2 separate regions of the Sus scrofa genome follow, and region 2 is linked to region 1. Evidence: chromatin contacts called from public HiChIP or PLAC-seq data. All regions are on one chromosome and are shown on one strand. Each heading gives the region's core, a stretch centred on a gene start, on an enhancer-like site or on the middle of the called end of the contact. The rest is flanking DNA. Distances are from core to core; before and after follow the strand shown.

Region 1 (5,609 bases), core at 379-2,878:
ACCACAGCTGAGTTCTGAAAGCGAGGAAGTGCCGGGGAACTCAATTTCCCAGCCCTCCCGCGGCTTGGTGTGCACGTGGGGACGCTGGGCTACCCCTGAAACAAGCACCCTCTCTGGGCCTGCACACCAGGTATTCCTTTGGTGTGCTCGCCAAGGACCAGAAACGCGAATGACACACAATTAGGGCCTAGTTCTCTAGCTAGGGAGGGAAAACTCGCCTTTCAATACATATGACAAACGAAACTTAACTAAGTTAGCCTCTTAGAGCTACTCAGCTCTGCCATTTTTAGTCCTCCGTTTCCTCACCAATGAATAATGTTTGCAATTTAAAAATTTTTAATTATGTTTAAAAACTCTACAAAGAAAGATTAGGTTTGCCTAAAATGTGGCGCGCCCGTATTTCTCAAACGTTCTCCCAAGCGGCCGTAGAGGATGGCCAGGCCTCTGAGAAAACCGCCTTTTAGCGGACCCAGTGAGATAACCCTTTGTCATCAGCCACTGCCCTCCTCCCCCACCCCCATGGCCCAATAGCACGATCCATTGTGATGCTTAGTGACTCTCCCGGGCTTCTGATTTCACCCAGGCAGTGGTTGCGTCCAGAGCCCTTCTGACGCAGGAGCTCCGACCCGCCACCTTCCAGGGTGGTGATTGGCTACCGGGGGGCAGGGGGCGGGCTGACCTCCGCGCCGCAGCGCCGTCACCAGCTGGCCCCGCCCCTGTATCGGGGCGGCTGGGAGCCGAGCCCCGGGCAGCCATTTGTATGCGGCCGCGGGATTGGTCGCCCGGCTCCCGCGAGGGGGAGGGGAGGGAGGCAGCGCGCACTCGCGCGTGCGTGAGCTGGCGCGCGAGAAAGGGCCCGGTCCCGCCGAGGCTCGAGCGGCCGTCGCCATTTTGTAGGGTTCTCTCTGACGCGGGAGCCGCCGCCACCGCCGCCGCCACCCGGAGGTGCGAGGGGTTCTTGTGGGTGTGTGGGGGGCCTGGGAGCGGGCCGGGCCGGGTCTCTGGCGGACGGGGACGGCCTAGGGTTTGCCGTTCTCCTCACACTGCAAGAGGTCCGGGAAGACAACGGGAGGAGGCGGGGCCGGGTCTCCGGAGGGGGCGGGGCAGGGGTCAGGTCGAGTCTTTGTTGGGGCGAAGGAACTGGAGTTGGGCCGCTTGAAGAGGGGTGGTCCTAGTTTGGGGCCAAGGAGGCCTTTTTATTCCTAGAGTATCGTGAAAGGTGATGCTGCACGGAGGAGAGGTACCCAGATTTCCCTCCAAAACCGTTGTTACCAGGGACAGTCAGATAGATGCCTCTTGCTCCCAGCTTGGAGTCTTCTCGTACCTGCTCCCCCAAAAAGAGTTTTTTAAACCAACCCTGTGCTTAGAATGTGCCTCATTTTACAGAGATGTTGGACTATGCAATGCATGCTGACACCCGCTCTGTTTGCACATTACACAGAGCTTACACTACTCTTTCAAAGCAAATCTTTTCCCTCCGCTCTTGGAAGAATAATGAATGTCTATGTGAGGATCTTGAAGATGCCAAGAACTTCGGAGGATTAATCCAAAATGCAGTGTACCGAAAATTTCTCCTCCACTGCTAACTTTTGGAAATTTCGTTTCTTTTCTCCCAGGCTCTTGTCAGGATGGTAAAGCTGTTCATTGGGAACCTGCCCCGGGAGGCCACAGAGCAGGAGATCCGCTCACTGTTCGAGCAGTATGGGAAGGTGCTGGAATGTGACATCATTAAGAACTACGGCTTTGTACACATAGAGGACAAGACGGCGGCCGAGGATGCCATTCGCAACCTGCACCACTACAAGCTGCACGGGGTGAACATCAACGTGGAAGCCAGCAAGAATAAGAGCAAAGCTTCAACCAAGTTGCATGTGGGCAACATCAGTCCTACTTGTACCAACCAAGAGCTTCGGGCCAAATTTGAGGAGTACGGTCCAGTCATCGAATGTGACATCGTGAAAGATTATGCCTTCGTACACATGGAGCGGGCAGAGGATGCGGTGGAGGCCATCAGGGGCCTTGACAACACAGAGTTTCAAGGTGAACTGCCCTGGGGCCTGGGTGGCGAGAGTGAGTGGGGTCTAGTTCTAGACAGAGGCAGAAACACAGGACCATGGGTCTGGTAGGGTGGTGTCTTCCATTCTATTTCGGTTGGAAATAATAGATTGTATGTTTACCACACTTCAGCACAACTTACTCTTGGAGAAGCAAACACTTCTCCTTTTCACCTTTGCCAAGATGTTCCTCAGCAACTTTGTAGAATCTCAAACAGTGGGGGTTACCTTATCCTGCAGCCTTCATTCACTTAAGTGCTGTTGGAGGTTTAATCTGCCTGGGCCAATGAGTACCTCATGGGAGAGGGGAGGACGAAGGCCTGTGGCTTACCTGCTTCTTTTATGATATGATGGAAAGTGTTATATTAGAGAATTTATTTAATTTTTTGGACTGCGGCCACAGCATGTGAAAGTTCCTGGGCCAAGGATCGAACCCACACCACAGCAGTGACAATGCCAGATCCTTAACTTGCTGAAGCACCAGGGAGTTCCTTTTAGTTTTATTTATTTATTTATTTATTTTTTGAGATTTTAAATGGTTAAGATTTATACTCTTTACTGCTTTGAGGTATGAGTTATGGGAAAGGAGAACCGAGACATCTAGAGGTGTTCCTGGTGGTGACTCTGGATTAGCTCTTTGCTCAGATTTGCTCAGTACTGTGAACTATACAAGCAGGTCCAGAGACCATGGCAGGGACTAGACTGTTCCACTTACTGTTATTTAACTCGAAGGGAAAAAAAGAAAATTTCTAAAAATATTAGGTTGAATGGGAGTGATGGTCCTGCTTATGAGATTTGCAGTAAGGCTGCTGTATTATTTATGTTATTAATAAAGGTACATATGTTGTCGTTAATGCCAGGAGGTTGTCTGAAGACTCTAGAACTGTGCTCATGTGGTAGCCACTAGCCCCATGTGACTTTTAAATTGAAATGAAATTTTAAGATTTGGTTTCTCAGTTGTGCTGCACACCTTTCAAGCATTCAGAGTCATATGAGGCTAGCGGTTGCTGTATTAATGCAGATATGGAACATTTCCGTCATCACAGAAAGTTCTGTGCATAGTGCTCTTCTACAAGTTTCTTGTTGACAGCATCATCTTGGACAACAGGTTTACAGCCACTTTTCAGGTTTGTAAATTAAGACCTTTTTTCTCGAGTGCCGCTAAAGGGGTTGTTAACACTTACTCAAGAGTCCTCTACTAAACCTAGAAAACAGAAAAGAAATGGAAAGGAGAAAAAGGTGACCAGAAAAGGGTAAGAAAGTTTACCAGTAGTAGAGATTGCAAATAGTGTGTCAGATATCTCTGCCTCAGCCAGTGGTGCCCTGGCCTTTAGCTACTCTTTAAAGCACAGGCAAAAGTTGTAACTTGTGTAACTTTGGGCAAGTGTCTTAATCTTGCTGTGTTTCATTTCCCCACTTAGAAAGGAGAGTTAATGACCCCTGCCGTACCTCCCTCACAGGATGATAGTGAGCCCAGAATGAGGTGCTAGGCGTGAGAGTGTTTTGACGTGAAAACACTGTATGATGAAAGGTGAGGGGTTCCCTTCATGGCTCAGCCGTTAATGAACCCGACTAGGAACAATGAGGATGTGGGTTCGATCCCTGCCCTCGCTCAGTGGGTTAAGGATCTGGCGTTGCTGTGGCTGTGGTGTAGGCTGGCAGCTGTAGCTCTGGTTCGACCCCTAGCTTGGAAACTTCTGTATGCAGCAGGTGCGGCCCTAAGAAAAAAAAAAGGTGAGTGGTGTTGGCAACAAGAAGTATATTTCTGTTATGGTTAAAAAACTTCTTTAAAATGTGGTAGTTAGCTTTCCTTATGTATATTTTTCTTTTAGTAGTCTGGAAGCTGTTGCACTTCATATAGCTTTAAAAATATTCTTAATTACCGTCATTTGATGAAGGAGAGGACTGTGAATGGACAGTGTTGGGAACTGGTGTTCTCTTTTTACAGGCAACAAGCAAAATGTAAAAATGCGGCCTGAGTTAGGTACAAACTGCAGAGATATTCTAGGATAATGCTGCATGTCCTTACCTTTTTTTTTTCATCTTGTATAATGAACTTTTATTGACATGGAAAGTAGTCATTAAGAACAGGGGTTTTCATGAGTTGCTGTCGTGGCTTAGGGGTAACAAATCCAAGTATGCATGAGGACTGGGTTCGATCCCTGGCCTCACTCAGTGGGTTAAGGATCTGGCGTTGCTGTAAGCTGCGGTGTAGGTCACAGACCCGGCTGGGACCTGGCGTAGGCTGCATGGCTCCGATATGACCCCTATCCTGGGAACTTCTGTGTGCCACGGTGTGTCCCTAAAAAGACAAAAAAAAAAAAAAAAAAAAAAAAAAAAAGATACCATTTGTTGAAGACATGAAAGCTGATGTCCTCAACATAAGGCTTAAAAATTTTTTTGTTGTTGTTGCTGGGAGGCGGGGGGCGTGCCCATGGCATGTGGAAGTTCCTGAGTCAGGGATCAAACCTGAGCCACAGCAGCCACACGAGCTGCTACAGTGACAACACCGGATCCTTAACCTGCTGCACCACAGGGGAACTCCCATAAAGGTTTTTAAAATTTTTTTGTTGTTTTTTGGCCGCCCTGCAGCATATCGAGTTCCTGGGTCAGGGATCACATCAAGCCAAGCACAGTTATCACTTACACTGCAGCTGCGGCAAAATAAGATTTTTAACCCACTGTGCCAGGCCAGGGATCCACCCTCCAGCCCAGCACTGCAAAGAAGCCGTCAATCCCATTTTGCTACAGTGGGAACTCCAAGGTTTATTTTTCATGCCATAATGCATTCAGCCTGTGTTTATCAGAATTAAGTTTTTCAAGTAATATAATGAAATGATTTATAAGATGAACATTTTTGCTTTTTTTTTTTTCTTTTTAGGGCCCCACCTGTGGCATATGGAAGGTCTCAAGCTAGAGGTCGAATCAGAGCCTCAACTGGGGGCCTAAACAGCCACAGCAACTCAGGATCCAAGCCTCATCTGCAGCCTATACCACAGCTCACGGCACCACCAGATCCCTGACCCCATTTTTGCTTTTGAATCAGCATAAAGACTATACATTATTTTGGTGGGGGGGCTCTTAATGTTCCTTATTCTTAAGATTTATTATTTCTCAAAATGATGTAAGAGTTTCTTTTTTTGTTTTTTGTGTGTGTTTGTTTGCATTTTAAGGCTGTTCCCACAGCATATGGGGGTTTCCAGGCTAGGGGTTGAATCGGAGCTACAGCTGCCAGCCTACACCACAGCCACAGCTACATAGGGTATGAGCCTCATCTGTGATCTACAACACAGCTCACGGCAACACTGGATCCTTAACCCACTGAGCGAGGCCAGGGATTGAACCTGCACCATCATGGATGCTAGTCATGTTCGTTACTGCTGAACCCACAGCAGGACCTCCTAATGTGTGTGTTAATGCAGTGGGTTTAATTACTTCAGGAAGTGGCTGTCTGAGTAAAACAATGATCCATAATATTTTTTAAAATGTCATTATTGGGGGACAAAAGGATCCTTTATCTGGTTTTCATGTTCTTAGCCTGGGCCGTCTGGAGAA
Region 2 (6,127 bases), core at 2,690-5,189, 87 kb after region 1:
CAGCTCAGATCTGGTGTTGCTGTGGCTCTGGCATAGGCCGGCAGCTGTAGCCCTGCTTCAACCCCTAGCCTGGAACCTCCGTATGTCGCAGGTGCAGCCCTAAAAAGACAAAAGACAAAAAAAAAGAAGAAGAAGACATAAAGTTGTAAGCGGAGACCAATCAAGCCCAGTCCTGCAGGAAACAGGAAAGAATCTGAATTTATTTATTTATTTTGGCTGTGCCTGTGGCATACAAAAGTTCCCAGGCCAGGGATTGAACCCGAGCCACTGCAGTGACAATGCCGAGTCCTTAACTGCTAGGCCACCCGGGAATCCCGGGAATTTGATGTTAATGCAAGGGGAGGCCACAGAGTACAGCGGTTGAGGGTGTGGGCTCCGGAGTTGAAATCCTGAATCTGCCACACACTAGCTGTGCGGTCTGAGACAACTTACTCAACCTCTCTGTTGAATTTTCTTTTTCTTTTTTTTTTTTTTTTTGTCTTTTTTTGCTATTTCTTGGGCCGCTCCAGTGGCATATGGAGGTTTCCAGGCTAGGGGTCCAGTCGGAGCCGTAGCCACCGGCCTACATCAGAGCCACAGCAACGCGGGATCCGAGCCGCGTCTGCAACCTACACCACAGCTCACGGCAACGCTGGATCGTTAACCCGCTGAGCAAGGGCAGGGATCAAACCCGCAACCTCATGGCTCCTAGTCGGATTTGTTAACCACTGCGCCACGACGGGAACTCCGAGTTTTCTTTTCAGTTTCTTCATCTGCAAATGGAGGTACCAATACTACCTACTTCAGAGGGCTATGGAAGGCCTAAATGAGCATCTCACGTAGAGCGCCTAGAACAGTGCCTGACCCACGGGAAGCTCTTAAACATTCCTACTTTTAGAAGACTTTAAGCAGGGCAGTGACAATATCTGATGTACGATTTTAAATATCGCTCTGGCTTTTATGTGCAAAAGCTATTAGAGGGGGCAACAGAGGCAACAGGGAGCCCAGAGATGAGGTTCTCCTTAGGTATGGGAGAAGTGAAGTGGCTTGGATAGGTGTGAAGACCAAAGCAGGGAAAAAGACACAGCAGCCAAGACTTCCTGATGGACTGGCTTTGGCACAGGTGGGTTCCTGCTCTGCACTGGGGTCTCCTAAGAAGAGCTGCTTCTCTGCAGCTAAAGTGTGAAGGCTCCAGTGAGCAGCTCCTTGTTAACGCTGCATTTCCTGAGCCCTTGACATGAGTCTGAACCAGGAAGACTGGCTCCCCAGGTGAGCGGCCGTTTGGTTGGGCAGGTGTGGAGTGTGGCCAGGCCAGTATCTGTTTAGTTCAGAGCCCAGAGAGGGAGAAAAGATAAAACCGCATGGTTCTAGGGTGGGTGATAAAGGCTCAAGGAAGGGAGCGTTGGGGCTGGGAAGTCCTCCCACTTACCCGTAGGAGGAGAGCAGAGCCCTCGTCCCCAAAGCCCCGGCCTCCCGGAGAAGGCAAATCAACCCGCCTCCATCCCTATCTCCTCCCTATCTCTTTCTCTATCTCTATCCCTATCTCTCCATCTAACTCTATCCCGCCTCCTCTCTCACCTTCTCTCTCTCCCCCCACCCCACCCCGGACACTACAACTTCCCCGTCAGCCCATGAGAAAGCCAAGCTGATTCCAGTTACCCAGGCCCCAAAATGTAGAGTCACCAGAAGTCTACCTGGTTCCTAGGAAACCTGCTGAGAAAACTGCCCCAGGCTCTGGTTTTTGTGGTTTTTTTAGGGCCACATGTGCATACAGAGCTTCCCAGACTAGGGATCGAATCGGACCTGTAGCCGCTGGCCGACACCACAGCCACAGCAACGTGGGGAGCAGCGTCTGAGACCTCCACACAGCTCATAGTGATGCCAGATCCTGAACCCACGGAGAGAGGCCAGGGATCGAACCCGCATCCTCATGGATGCTAGTCAGGTTCATTACCACTGAGCCACTATGGAACTCCAACTTTGCCCACTTAAACGCTGAAGAAACAGAGGCACAAAAAATCATATGCATGAGGTCTTGGTGCCATTAAGTGGCAAAGAGGGGATTTGAACCCAAAACAGTCTGACTTTGGAGCACACGCCGCCTAATACTGATGACACACTGCCGCCTCGCACAGAGCCAAGTGCCACCGCTGTCCTCAGAGCCCATCACATCTCATCTCCTGCTCTTCACAGCACAAAGCCTGTGTGTTCATCTTCCCTGAGGGCAGGGGCTGTGCCTGAAACACCTGTCAACCCTCCTCCCTTAGAAGCCCCCAGTATCTGGTCTATACCTGCTGAAGGACTAGATAAATCTTTTTTTTTTTTTTTTGTATTTTTGCCATTTCTTGGGCCACTCCCATGGCATATGGAGATTCCCAGGCTAGGGGTCGAATCGGAGCTGTAGCCGCCAGCCTACACCAGAGACACAGCAACGCGGATCCGAGCCGCATCTGCGACCTACACCACAGCTCACGGCAACGCCGGATCCTTAACCCACTGAGCAAGGGCAGGGACAGAACCCACAACCTCATGGTTCCTAGTTGGATTCGTTAACCACTGAGCCACGATGGGAGCTCCAGGACTGGATAAATCTTTAAGAGAATCAAAGGCAGGCAGTTTCCAGGGCCATGCTGGTGGCTCTGCCTTCACAGATCTTTCCAACTGTGCCAAGTAGACACCAGACCAGTTAGCTGGCTTTTAAGAATCAGAGCCACCTGGAATGGAACATGGCCAGGGCAGCTGTTTACTCTGTCAAGAACTCGCTGTTGGAGTTCCTGTCGTGACTCAGCAGAAACGAATCTGACTGGCATCCTTAGGGACAAAGGTTCGATCCATGGCCTCGATCAGTGGGTTGAGGATCCAGTGTTGTCATGGGCTGTGGTATAGGTTGCAGATCTGGTGTTGCTATGGCTGTGGTTGTGGTGTAGGCTACAGCTCCAATTCGACCCCTACCCTTGCATGGGGACCTCCATATGCCGCAGGTGCAGCCCACAAAAGGAAAAAAAAAAAAAAAATCACGCTGTTTCTCAAACAAGAACTGCCTGTTTTCCAGGGAACATCCCCTGCAGGGGGCTATGCTCTGTCTACCTCCTCACTCTCCAGGTACCTGAGGTTTAAGACACCAGTGGGGCAGCCAATTAGAGGCAGTAGAAGAATCTGGCTGGGCAAGCCTGAGCCCTGCACTCCAGCCTCCGCCTCTGGTTCTCTGAAAACACTCTCTCCCCAGGCTTCAATTTCTGTATCTGTAAATGGGAGTAGGGTTGGTCTAAGAGAGCTTCCTGTCCCTCCCAGAGGCCTCCAGACTGGAAGAAAAGTTTTTCGGATCTGGCTCTTACCAGCCACCCCTTGCAGGCTCCTGCTCACCGCGTCCACACAGCTCTGACAGGTCATCTGCACCGCGAACTCTAACTGCAAAGGTAGCAGGAACGGGTCGATAAGAGCTGGGAAATTCCTTCTTGCGTGATTTTGTTTCACTATCTCCCCTATGACCACCCCCAAAGGCCTGGAGTAACGGCGCCCCACGTGATTCCTCCTCAAGCTCCTTCATTATCACTCACGATCATTTCAGGACCAACACCCACCCCCCAACATTAACGCCAAGGGCTCTGTTGGTCTCACATTCCAGTTTCGAGCTGGGGCCCCAGGCCCCAACCCAGGCGTCCGCTCCTTCCCCCATTCTCAAGTTAACGATCACCCCAGACGCCGAGGCTCTGTGCTCTGCGAGGTCCCCACACGAGGCCTCGACCCTCACCATGCAGGCAGTCTCGCGGTCCCTCGAGTCCGATGCCATCCTGGACCCAGGCACCTGCCGAAGGACCCGTTCTGTCCGGGTCGGCAGGCACCAACCCAGAACAGCGCCGCGGGGAGGCGGAGCCCGGGAAGACGCTCCTCGCCCCGCCTCCTGGTGCGCACGCAAACAAGGCACCGCGCCTCCCCACCCACCACCAGGCTGCGGCGGGCATGGGCCGCGCAGGCGCACTTGGGCATCCGGGCCATCGTTGCCTCAGCAACCGCCAGCTCCGCCTGCCGGGCCCGGGATGCCAGCCCTGAGATGGAGCCCAATAAGCCGGAGCCAGAGCTCCAGAGGTTTTACCACAAGTTGCTGCGTCCGCTGTCGCTCTTCCCCCGCAGGGCGACGCACACAGAGTCTGAGAAGCGCCTCCCGAAGGAGGTCCCCATGCTGCTGCCCCTGCCCTTCTCCCGACTGACCGTGGCGTCCCTCTGCCGCCAGGTAACGGAGCGGCTGGCCAGCAGCGGGCTGGAGGCGCGCGCGCCTGCGAAGGTACGACTCTGTTTCACCCAGGTCATCCTGGACGAGCTAAAATGCAGCTGGCAGGAGCCCCCCGCGGAACCTGGTCTGAGCCACTTGGACAATCAGAGGCTGCGGAAGCGGCTCCTGGTCTACGTGCTGCTCAGCAGCGAGCTGCTCTTCGTACGCTCCCTGCACCTTCAGAAGATGCTGTCGACACCTGCAAGTGTCTTCACTGAATCAGCCACGCTCACCCGGTTGGCCGCCAGCCTCGCCAGGGAATGCACAATCTTCCTCACCAGCCCCGACGTCTACCGTGGGCTGCTCGCTGACTTCCGCGCCCTGTTGAAGGAAGAGCAGGCCCAAGCCCGCAGGTCCAGGCTGCGCCCGGGCGGCTCCCCTGAGGCTTTCAGGCTCTGCCCTATCCCGTGGTATGAGAGCCCTAGCTTTGCCCAAGTGCCGAATTTCAACCTCAGCCTGAACGATCTCATCCAGCTCAGCCGCCCGCGAGAGTCTGTCAGTGAGCCTGAACTGGATCCGGTAAAGGAACTGAAGTCCATTCCCCAGCTGAAGAAGAGGAAGCCTCTCCGCTGGCTGTCCTCCGTGCAGAAGAAGAGAGAAAGCAACTTGGGTTCTCCACAGCCTGCGTCCCTGCCTGCGTGCTCTGCGGCTCCCCCCAGCCGGACTCCCGCCCCCTCCCACTTGCCCCTCTCCTTCCAGCTCCAGAGGGGCCAGTCCTTGCCCTCCCTACGTGAGGGCTGGAAGCTAGCAGATGAGTTGGGTCTTCCTCCGCCCTCTCCTCGACCCTTAACCCCGCTGGTCCTGGTTGCAGAGAGCAAACCTGAGCTGGCAGGGGACACAGTGGCTGAGGACCTGAAGCAGATAATGAGGAACATGGAATTGCATCGGACCCGCTGCTCACTGGTGGACTCAGGCCTGCCCCCGCTCCTGGGGGCCCTGACCTACCGCCCTCGCCCAGGACACCACATGGAAGAGCTGCAGAGAATGTTGAAGGGTCTGGAGGAGAATGAAGCGGCTGGGCAGCGCCCCCCCACGCCCCCTCCACTTGAAGCACAACCGGTGACTGTTACTTTGAAGCTAAGAAATCAGGTGGTCCAGGCAGCCGCTGTACAGGTCTCGGGGCGAAACTTTGTGGATTCCTTCCACGTTGACGGGGCCGGAGTCTTGTACAACCACTTGACTGGCGAGCTGGAACCCAGACTTGTCGAGGAAATGGATGTGGACCTCTCTGTCGGCAGTAGCATCAGGGAGATTTACAAGGAGCTGATGAGCCGTGTCTCCAAAGACCACTTCTCTTTCGACCAGGGGCCCCTGGTGGAGCCTGCAGCCATTCAAGACTGGTCGGCCTTCCTGTCCTCAGCCTTTCTAAATCAAGAAAAACAGCGTCGCAGCATCAACACCGAGCTGGCTGGGCTTTATCCCCAGGGAGCCAACACCTTACAGCACCCCCCGGATAAGATGGCCTCCCTCCTGTCACTGCAAGCAGGAAAGAGCTGGGAGAAGCGGTCCCACGGGGCCTTGTGGATGAACTGGTGGAAAACCGCTTTGTCTGTGGACGACTACTTCAGGTATCTCGCCAACCAGGAGACAGATTTCCTCCATGTCATCTTCCACATGTATGAAGAGGAGGTTCCTGCGGAGCCCGTGACCCCTGTGCAAGAGACCCTAAAGATCCAGCTCCCGCCTCCCTTGCTGGAAGAGGACGAACCAGACTTTGTGCCAGGAGAGTGGGATTGGAACACGGTGCTGGCGCACAGGCTAGGACCTAAGAAGAACAACCTGCTGGAAGACTCTCACAAGATCCTGAGCCTGCAGAAGCGTCTGGAGCGGCTGTGGTCCATGCTTGAGGTCCGCGACAAGGACCGGCTGGACATGGCC

Evidence for each region. HiChIP or PLAC-seq counts read pairs in DNA pulled down with a chosen protein or histone mark.
Region 2: an H3K27ac HiChIP or PLAC-seq map of skeletal muscle shows a contact between it and region 1. The contact joins the promoter of CCDC87 here to the promoter of RBM4B in region 1. A contact is called at or near these places in 3 of 5 promoter capture datasets (fetal liver, fetal skeletal muscle and liver), 30 of 47 Hi-C or Micro-C datasets (adipose tissue, alveolar macrophages, blood and 13 more) and 2 of 2 datasets of contacts at active chromatin or transcription factors (alveolar macrophages and skeletal muscle).

What each region holds. Positions count from the first base shown.
Region 1 is chr2:5,744,646-5,750,254 of Sscrofa11.1, forward strand. It overlaps RBM4B (RNA binding motif protein 4B), which reads left to right and starts at 1,629. Exons shown (of 2, transcript NM_001123188.1): 1 at 1,629-2,040. The coding sequence starts at 1,629.
Region 2 is chr2:5,829,492-5,835,618 of Sscrofa11.1, forward strand. CCDC87 (coiled-coil domain-containing protein 87) reads left to right here and starts at 3,940. Exons shown (of 1, transcript XM_003480670.4): 1 at 3,940-6,127. The coding sequence starts at 4,031. CCS (copper chaperone for superoxide dismutase) reads right to left here and starts at 3,772. Exons shown (of 8, transcript NM_001001866.1): 1 at 3,731-3,772; 2 at 3,315-3,387. The coding sequence starts at 3,769.